2 separate regions of the Oryctolagus cuniculus genome follow, and region 1 is linked to region 2. A link is a contact called in public Hi-C data. All regions are on one chromosome and are shown on one strand. The core of a region is the stretch at or near the end of the contact, and the rest is flanking DNA. Distances in the headings are between cores, read along the strand shown.

What was found. A called contact is a pair of places that touch in the nucleus more often than the background predicts.
Region 1: a Hi-C map of psoas muscle shows a contact between it and region 2, with 4 times the contacts expected there. The contact joins the promoter of CSTF3 here to the enhancer-like site in region 2. A contact is called at or near these places in 5 of 6 Hi-C or Micro-C datasets (ear pinna, embryonic fibroblasts, psoas muscle and 2 more).

The regions. Positions count from the first base shown.
Region 1 is chr1:32,781,581-32,786,575 of mOryCun1.1, forward strand. CSTF3 (cleavage stimulation factor subunit 3) reads left to right here and starts at 1,334. Exons shown (of 19, transcript XM_070071771.1): 1 at 1,334-1,560. The coding sequence starts at 1,534. It also overlaps a transcript of CD59 not described here.
Region 2 is chr1:32,644,250-32,649,615 of mOryCun1.1, forward strand. HIPK3 (homeodomain interacting protein kinase 3) reads right to left here. Exons shown (of 18, transcript XM_051825509.2): 3 at 5,190-5,313. It also overlaps a transcript of CD59 not described here. Among named protein-coding and RNA genes, the nearest start is that of KIAA1549L, 47 kb to the left of the region's middle. Within about 2 kb of position 2,497, at least 1 of the 8 cell types and tissues checked has an H3K27ac peak or open chromatin away from gene starts, as enhancers often do.

The sequences.
Region 1 (4,995 bases), core at 84-2,583, 140 kb after region 2:
ACCCACGTGGGAGACCCAAGTGGAGTTCTTGGCTCCTGGCTTCAGCCTGGCCCCGTCCCAACTGTCATAACCATTTGGATGAATGATCTCTTTCTGTCACTCTGCCTTTCAGCAGAGAGGTTGCCAGAATAGCAAAGAGGTTGTCTTCTTAAAGAATAGCAAATAGTGAGCAGATGTCCCACATGGGTGGGGACCTGCTTCATTAGCAAGGAGCTGGATTGTTAGTGGAGTAGCCGGGACAGGAACAGGCACTCCTATGTGATGCCAACTTCACAGGGAACAGCTTACCTGCTGAGCCTCAGCCCTGGCCCCGAATTATATTTAAAGGCAGAAGAATACTCAAGGTTTTTCTGGGAAGGTGGAGATTTCTGGGACTCTAGCTACCGTTCCTTTTTGCTGCTTATATGGTCTGATGTTTCCCCCCAAGGCAGCTGGTAGGTGTGTCATTTAGCATGCCAGTGTATTATATGCACATAAGGAGTTGTAGATCAGTCTAGGTTAGCTTTGGCTCCCTAAACTGGTATGAGCCTGGTTCAAATCCTGTAGGTAGATGGTTCAACTGCTTCTTCTCCCTGTCTCTGCAGCAGTCTGGGGTATAGAACACAATAGGCAGCCAAGGGTAGAAAAACACGATGATCCTTAATGGAAAAGGAGGAGTTTAAGAGAACCTAGATTTCATTTGATCGTGAACTATGCCAAGTACTGTTTCAAACTTTTTTTTAATTGTATCAATTTATTTTAATTGCAGGTGCTATTGTTAGTTCCATCTTTAGGCAAGGAAACAGGCACTGAGAAATTAAATTGCCCAAATTCCTCTCATGGAAATGTACCCACGCAATCAGGATCCAGCCTGTAGCCTCACTATGCAGACAACGGCCCACGGTGAGACGGTGAGAGAGAAACTCCGGCCTCAGAAACAGAAAGCTTTCTATACAATAGTAAATAGCGAAAATCATTACTGGCTTGGTCCGTTCCTCCCAGCGCAGGAGGTGAGACCCGAAAAAGACGTCGGCGGAGTCTTTATCCTCGAAACATGGGGGGCATTTATCACTTGGCGTTGTTCCCTAAGATGCTTGGTTTTCCGGAACTGAGTGACTGGCAGAGTTCAATGGAGGAAGCGAGCTTGGCTATTAAATTCCAACAACCGCTCCAGCTTCCAAGAGTTTCCCGCCTCCCAGCCGGTTTCAACCAGTTCAGCAACAGTTTTTCCCACCCCACCGCCCTGACGTCAGCGCAGGCAGTGGGCCCGCCCCTGGGATCTCTCTGCCCCTGCGCGCCCAGAATAACCGGCGCGTTGCCATGTTAGCCCCACCCTCTGCCCCGGAAGTTAATGCGGAAGCCACACCCCCTCCTCGGCCGGCTGGGGTGCAGCCATTTTAATTCATATCTGAGTGGGCGGTGGCGATTCCTGTTGGCGGTCTGGCTCTTCGGGGCAGGGGGTAACTTTACTGGTTTGGGGGTGGTTTTTAGTTTAATTTTTTCTTTGTAGCTTCCAGTCGCCGGCCGGTTCTCACGTTCTAATCAGCTGAGGCCATGTCTGGAGACGCAGCCACGGAGCAGGTGAGGAAGGAGAGTGGTGGGGCCTCGTGGCGACCTCTTCTCTCCACGTCTCTGTTCTTCCGAGTACTCCAGCTCTGCTCGCCTGAGGGAGGAAAGCGGGGTGGGGGGTCTCGTGACCCGGGGTACGGGGTACTGGAGAAAAGTGGGAATGGGGAGCAAGATCTGAGATTTAAAATATTTTTGATTCTGTCTTAAAGCGTTCAATACGAACATTTAATTTAGACAATAGCCGTGACAGTGCTTCGTCCTACTTAGATTTATGGGGACACTCCAGCTGGGGTGCCTTCCTTTGATAGCATTCTTTACTCGGTTGGTTAGGAACTGATTATTCTAACGTGTTCTTGTCGTCGTTTTCGAAAAACTTGGCGTTCCTTCCGCCCCACCCCCACACTGTATCCAGATAGGGAGGTTACTAGTTTGAGAAGTAATTTGAGATGAAATTAATCTGGAGAAATAGACTCTTTCGAGAGCGAATGAAGAAGCTTAGAAATACAGCATGGTTATGCTGAGGTTTGGGGAATTTTGTGGCTTTCGCTTCATTCCTTGTCTCCCTTCTAACCACATTTCATTTTCGTTTTTCCGTATACACGTAGATTGCAGAATAAGTGGAAAATAAGACGTCTGTTTTTGTTAGGGTTAACGAAAGTGTCTGTTTTAATAGTACATATGAGTGGCATTTAAATGTTACAATTCAGGCTTTTAGACGAAGCGATGTTTCTTTTGCTCCTACTATTCTGAATTTTGTAGGATAGTATATACCTTTTTGGTGCGAAAAACATTTTATGGAAGAAGTCATTAAATTTGATTTTCGATGTAAGTCCTCGTATGTTTAGATAAATACACTTTAAAAAATGGAGGCTAGCTCGCCTGCAGTCTCGATTTCCTGAAATTTCCTATTGCCATAGCAACAATACACTTAGATTTTTGTTTTTCAAGTCATAACGTGGAGGCTGTTACTAGAGGTTAACAGAGATGAGGCAGAATAGGAGCATTCCTAGCAAATAATTTGTGTGTGACTGTAAGTTTCATTATGTAGCAAAATTTGGCTTAGTTTTGTGTTAGCTTGAGGACTGATCTCAGTTATGAAATCTCATACTGTTTGCATTTTACAAGAATGCAAAGACTTATATCAAAACTGTTTTTGTACTCAACCTTTTTTTGGACTAGATTTTGTCATCTCAAAGTGAAGGAGCAATAGTATCCTTGGGTTCATTGAAAGTGTATAAATTCATTAATTTTTAAATTTATCTAAAATTGTAAAGCTAGAGGTGTTGCCATGATCTTGAACATTTTAGAACTGTAGTGTTTTATTATTTTTTAAAGGTTTATTTATTTATTTGAAAGAGTGACGCAGAGAGAGAGAGAGAGAGGTCTTCATCCATCCGATGGTTCATTCCCCAGATGGCCACAAAACCAGGGCCAGGTCAGGTAGAAGCCAGGAGCATCAACCAAGTCTCCTACATGGGTGGCAGGGGCCCAAACACTTGGGCCATCATCCAGTGCTTTCCCAGGCCATTAGCAGGGAGCTGGATCAGAATGGAGCAACCTGGACTTGGACTGGGACCTATATGGGATGCCAACATAGCAGGCTGTGGTTTTATCCACTACACCATAGTGTTGGCCCTGCGTTAATTTTCTCTCTATTCAGATTTATTCAAAATAAGTTGATAGATCATATTTCAGTCACAAGTATTCCTAAATGTAGTCCATATTCAAATTTCTCCAGTTGTCCCAGAATGTGATTATAGAGGTTTTTTTTTTTTTTTCCCTAAAGACGTATTTATTTAAAAGGCAGAGTGACAGAGAGGGAGAGACAGAGAGAGGTCTTCCATCTGCTGGTTCACTCCCTAAATGACCACAATGGCCAGGGCTGGGCCAGGCTGAAACCAGGAGCTAGAAGTTTCTTCTAGGTCTCTCACATGGGTGCAGGGGCCCAAGGACTTGTGCCATCTTTCATTACTTTCCCAGGTGCATTAGCAGGGAGTTGGATGAGAAGTAAAGCGGTAGGGACATGAACTGGCATCCATATGGGATTCCAGTGTTGCAGGTGGAAGTTTAACCTGCTTTGTTTGCCACAGCACTGCCCGCCCCTTTCTGTAATCAAAATAAAATCTAGGTTCACATATTGAATCATTTTGTTGTGACTTCTTTTAAGATTTATTTGAAGGCAGAGCTACAGAGAGAGGTTAACAGAGATGAGGCAGAATAGGAGAAGAGAGAGAGAGATCTTTCATCTGCTAGTTCATTCCCTAGATGGCCCCAACGGCGATAGCTGGGCCAATCTGAAGCCAGGAGCTTCTTCCATGTCTCCTACAAGGGTACAGGGGCCCAAGGACTTGAGCCATCTTGTACTGCTTTCCCAGGCCATAGCAGAGAGCTGGATTGGAAGTGGAGCAGCCAGGACTTGAAACAGCACCCATATGGGATGCCGGCACTGCAGGCAGTGCCTTTACCTGCTACAACACAGTACTGGCCCCATGTTGTTGACTCTTAAGATCTCCTCTTCCCTCTCTTTTTCCTGGGATTTTATCTATTTAGAGATCCTTATAGAATTTAGTACTTGTCTGGATTTCTTTTGTTTTTGTTTGCTTTTGTTTTGTTTTTGTTGGTGGTGTTGTCATTTAACTTTTCATATTCTATATTTCTGAAAATTTCATACTTAGGTGTATCCTCAGAGCCGTGGTAATATTCAGACTATTTAATATTTTTGGATTGAATACTTCGCATCATTACATCAAAAGGGACTTCTTGCTGGGTAGTTCTATTAGTAATGGTTGGTTTTATTCGCTTGATGAGAGTGATGACTGCTGGATCGCTTCATTTTATATATATATCTTTCCCTTTTGTGGTTAGTAATCTGTTAATTGATAGTTTGTTCCTCTACAACCTTTCACCTAGTTACCTTACTATCAATTGATCAACCTTTACTAAGTTGTTGATTACATTAGAGCTGGCAAATGGTGTTTTTAAAAAAATTCTGTTCTGTGTCTTACCTGCTGGCTTATAATTTTCTAGACATAAAGGTCATTTTTTCTTCTTTTTAAAGACTGGGTATCACTGTATTCATTGGGTTTCTCTTTAGTAGTAGCCATTTTTCTTTTAGGTGCTCAGCTTATCTAACCTTTGTGATGGTGCCTATATCTTTTTTTCTCTTCAGTCTAAAGATGTTTAAAAAAAATGATTGACGGTTTTTCTTAAAATTTTTAATGGATAGCTTAAAAAAATTATTTGAATCACAGAATCACAGAGAGAGTGTGATACAGAGAGAGAGGACTTCCAACCCCTGGTTCGCTCCCCAAATGACCACATTGGCTGGGGATGGGCTAGGCCGAAGCCAGGAGCTAGGAGCTTCATCCGGGTCTTCCACATGAGAGGCAGAGGCAAAAGCAGCTGGGCCATCTTTCACTGCCTTTCCAGACACATTAGCAAGGAACT
Region 2 (5,366 bases), core at 1,247-3,746:
TCACTGGCATCTTTCATAACCACCTCCCCTACCTTCTCCATTCCTACTTCAGGCCTTCAATTCTGAGCCAGCCTGAGTAGGCTTTTTTGCAATCCAAATACCCTAAAAAAGGTAGAAATCTTGAAAGATGGTCCTGGCAACAGAGCTGAAATGGTGCCCTTCATTTTTCTTACATAATATAAGGCTCGAAATATAAGTTTAGAAGTTTGGGGGCTAGCATTGTGGGATAAAAGATTAAGCCTCCACCTGTTACACCAGCATCCCTTCTGGGCACCCATTAGAGTACCGGCTGCTCCTCTTCCAATCCGGCTCCCTGCTGATACACCTGGGAAAGTGGCGGAAGACAGCTCAAATCCTTGGGCCCCTGCACCCACGTGTGAGACTCAGAAAAAGCTCCAGGCTCCTGACTTGGGCCTGACCCAGCCCGGCCACTCGAGCCACTTAGGGAATGAACCAGCAGATGGAAGACCTCTGTCTCTCCTTCTCCCTCTCTCTAACTTCACTTTTCAAATAAACAAAAAACATGAAATGATAATTTTCAACATTGTGTCTAGTTGTAGAAACTAAAATTCAAAAAGAAATTGCCTTGGAAAAGAGTTAAGAAATGATAAAAGTAATTAAAGGGCTAGAATAGTAACCCAATAAACTGATAAACTGAACATATTTCCTGGGTCCTCAAATCTGTCTTTTAAGTGTATAATACTTATAGTGCTATAATTAAGAACTCTTTTTCAACTCTTTTGTAAGCAGAAAAACAAATGTTGTACTAGAAGATCAAATACAGATTTGACATCAACAAAAATAAAGCTACAATATATTTCAGAAGCCTTTATTTTAGTAATGCTTCATGTGAATATGAAATGCACATATTCTGCAGTTTGGGGTGTAATGTGCTATGACTATGTCATTAGGTCAACTTAATCAATCATGTATTCAAATCTATAGTCCTAATGACTTTTTTTTTCTATTCTATTGATTATGAAGAGAAATAATGCTAAAATCTCTGATTGTGACAATCTATTTTTCCTTTTGGTTCTGTTAATTTTAGATTTAAATCATTTTCAAGCTATTACAACAGGAACAAATGACAGAATTGTTTGTTCATGTTGAATTGAATTTTCCAAACTGGATGATTTTCTCTTCTTTATAAATAATATTGACAGGGGCCACCATTGTGGAGTAGCAGATGAAGCCGATTCCTGCAATACCAGCATCCCATATGGGCACCAGTTCAAGACCAGCTGTTTCACTTACATCACAGCTCTCTACTAATGCGCCTGGGAAAGCAGCAGAAGATGGCCCAAGAATTTGGGCACCTGCACCCACATGGGGAACCCAAAAGAAGCTCCTAGCTCTTGGTTTCTGACTAGCCCAGCCCTGGCCATTGCAGCCATTTGCTAAGTGAACCAGCAGATGGAAGATCTCTCTCCCTATATCTCTCCCTCTCTTTCTAACTCTGCTTTCCAAATAAATAAAGAGACAACAGTCACGGTTCATATAATTGGATCCCTGGTATCAACATGGAAGACGAGGATTCAGCTTGCAATTCTCCGAGCTTTGGACTGGCAAAGGCTCAGTCATCACAGGAATTTGGGAAGTGAACGAGAGAATAGAGATCATTCTATGTACTTCTATTCACCACCCTAACTCAAATAAATAATTTTTAAAAAATATTTATTTATTGAAAGGCAGAGTTACACAGAGGCAAAGGGAGAGAGAAGGGTCTTCCATCTGCTGGTTCACTCCCCAGATGGCCACAATGGCCAGAGCTGCAGCGATCCGAAGCCAGGAGCCAGAAGCTTCTTCTAGGTCTCCCACCCTGATGCAGGGGCCCAAGGACTTGGGACATCTTCCATTGCCTTCCCAGGCCATAGCAGAGAGCTGTCATAAGTGGAGCAGCCAGAACTTGAATCAGCGGCCATATGGGATGCCGGCACTGCAGGCGGTGGCTTTACTTGCTATGCCACCGCACCAGCCCCCCACCCTAGATTTTAATCACCTAATTTAGAATGTGAGGGGACTGCCTGTCTGTTTTCTGTCGCTATCCCAGTGATAACTGATAAACCACGACATTGCAGTTAAGGTGTAGGGACTTCTTTCTCATTTTTTTTCCTTACAGTGTAACTCTGATTTCAAGTAAATAAATAAATCTTTACAAGACTGTTAAATCTGGATAATACTTGTCCTATTTTTTTTTTTAAACTCAGGGCTTTGTCTTTAAAATTACCATTATGACTCGGATGAGTCAGTTCATTTTTCTGGACCTCAGATGTCTCATAAAATGAGAGGGAAGCAATAACTAGATCATCTCTGGGGTCCTTTTCAGTACTAACCGAAGTTGTTCAAGACTAGAATGGAAAAGTTCAAATCAGAATACCACTAGCGTAGTCACTGGAAACTGCCACTAGAGGGCGCCCTGTGTGCAGGGTGCCGCGCATGCCAAACATTGCCATCCACAGAGCCAAAGGTGTATTTCTAGCATCTGACTGGCGCCTCAGCACTGGAGGACTGCCGGCGTCTCTGATTAGATCACCGACCCTTTGGGAGCTGCCAGCATCTGCGCAGTTAAGTAAATTGGCTTAAAAAAAAAAAAAAAAGAGGGAAACCAGCAAGTATGAAAAATTTTTCAGAAACTGTCTTTTTAAGGGTATCCTGCACACGGAGGAGGGAAGGCAGAGAAGACAGAACATGTAACCTGAAAGGGAAGTTTCATGGGGAGAAATTCATTGGAAGTCAATGATAGGGGCCTGTGCTGTGGCTTAGCAGGTAAAGTCACTGCCTGCAGTGCTGGCATCCCATATGGCGACTGGTTCAAGTCCCAGCTTGCTCCACTTTCAATCCAGCTCTCTGCTATGGTCTGGGAGAGCAGTAGAAGATGGCCCAAGTCTTTGGGCCCCTGCACCCGTGTGGGAGACCTGAAGAAGCTCCTGGCTCCTGGCTTCGGATGGGTGCAGCTCAGACCGTTGTAGCCAACTGGGGATTGAACCAGCAGATGGAGGGGACCTCTCTCTCTCTCTCCCTCTCCTTCTCTCTCTGTGTAACTTTTTTTTAAAGATTTATTTATTCATTTGAAAGTCAGAGTTACATAGCAGAGAGCTTGATTGGAAGCAGAACAAGCCTCGACTCGAACCGGTGTTCATATGGGATGCTGGAGCTTCAGGCCAGGGCGTTAACCCACTGTGCCACAGTGCTGACCCTCTGTGTTAACTCTTTCAAATAAACAAATAAATATTTTTTAAAAAGTCAATGATAACATCTAATTTGATAATTAATAATAAATGGCTTTTAGAGATATCGCAGGAACATTTATTCAAATTAATTACCTCTCATATTCCTTTTATTTATTTTTTTGAAGATTTACTTATGTATTTATTTATTTACTTGAAAGGCAGAGTTATAGAGTGAAGGAGAGACAAAAAAGAGAAAGCTCCTTCTTTTAAAAGCTGGTCACCTCCAAAATGGCTGCCACAATCAGGGCTAAGCCAGGCCTAAAAAGCTTCATCCAGGTCTCCTACATGGGTGCAGAGGCCCAAGTACTTGGGTCATCTTCAGCTGCCATCCCAAGCAAATTAGCATGGATCTGAATCAGAAATGGAACATCCAGGATCTGAGTCAGAAATGGAACATCAAGGAACATATGGGATGCCAGCATCACAGGTAGCAGCTTTACCTGCTACACCACAATGTTAGCCCCTCTCCTTTGGATTTAGGAACTTGAGCCCTGTAGGCTTGGCCCCTGCCTGCAATGCCAGCATCCCATATAGGCGCTGGCTCATGTCCCGGCTGCTGCTTTTCCAATCCAGCTCTCTGCCTATGGCCTGGGAAGGCAGTGGAAGAAGGTCAAGTGCTTGGCCTCTGTACCTATACAGGAGACCCAGAGGAAGCTCCAGGCTCCTGGCTTTAGATCAGCTCTGGTCATTGCAGCCATCTGGGAAGTGAACCAACAGATGGGAAGACCTTTCTCTCTGTCTGCTCTTTCTCTGTGGCTCTACCTCCCAGACAAACAAAAATCTTTAAAAAAAGAAAAGAAACCTAATCCCTGAAAATCAGAATTAAGGCAAAATATGATTATGTTTCCTTTAAAATGTTATATTTCCTATTACAGTTAATAGTAATAATTAAGTTAATATTAAGTTAATATTACTAAATAAAAATATTTATCCCCAGTAAGCCAATTATAGAAAGAAAATATTAATATAACCAATTTGTTGATGTTGACTAACATTCTCTATTAAAATATGACAATATATTTCCTTAATAGAGGAGATGCTAAAGGCGCAGTGGGTTAAGCTACCACCTGTGACATTGGTTTTGAATACCAGCTACTCTGTTCTGTTCCAGCTCCCTGCTAATGTGACTGGGAAAGCAGTGGAAGATGGCCCAAGTTCTTGGGCCCCTGACACCCATGTGGGAGACCCAGGTGGAGTTCAGGGCTCCTGGCTTCCACCATTGTGGCCATTTAGGGAGTGAACCAGTGGATGATAGCTATCTCTCTCCTTCCCTCTCCCCACCCCTGCACCCATAACTCTCTTTTAAACAAATACATCTTTAAAAGAATAATGAACAAGATGACAATTTCTCCAAAAATGTTGGCACAAAAAATCAAGACCCTAACAACACTCTATTAGCTTAAAGAGGCTAATGAACATACCTGAAAACTTGAGAAAAAATGTGTTTCATGAGGTAATTTATTGAATTCTATTAAGAATTGTGAAATAGTGTTAAACTATACTTTCAGCACCATTCAAAACCGGATGAGAAAACTGAAGAGGGTTCAAATGTCTGGGGAATGAGTGCTTAACACCAACAATAGTTCTTGGTTTAAGATTAAAAATTATAACGCCTTGTAGGATTTTTTGACTCCTTGGGAATAGCTGACATTTCGTACATATTAACAAAGCATTATGAACGAAATGAACACAATCCAGCCCTTTATATTTCTATAGTGCAAAAATGTCATGTAAAAATCTCTTCCAAAAATTTTACAAAAACTGGTTTGGGACCTGTGGATTATAATTTTGCTTATAGAAACTTACTGCAGCATTATAAGAGAGTTTTTAAAACATAGTAGAATTTAAATTACCCCACGTTTTTGTACCTTATTTTAAAAAGATTTCCACAGGTATTGTTTAACTGGCACCATACATTCCTATAAGTCTGTTACTGTTCTACCAACTCTCCCAGATTACCTGATCATACTCCAAGGCTCCTGGGTAGAGCGGCCATCCAAGGAATAATTCTGCAATCACACATCCCAATGACCACATGTCTATGGCTTCACAAAATGGCAACCCCAATATAATCTCCGGAGCTCTGAAATTCAAAAAATAAAAAGAATTAGGGTAAGTACCTGATTTCATATGACA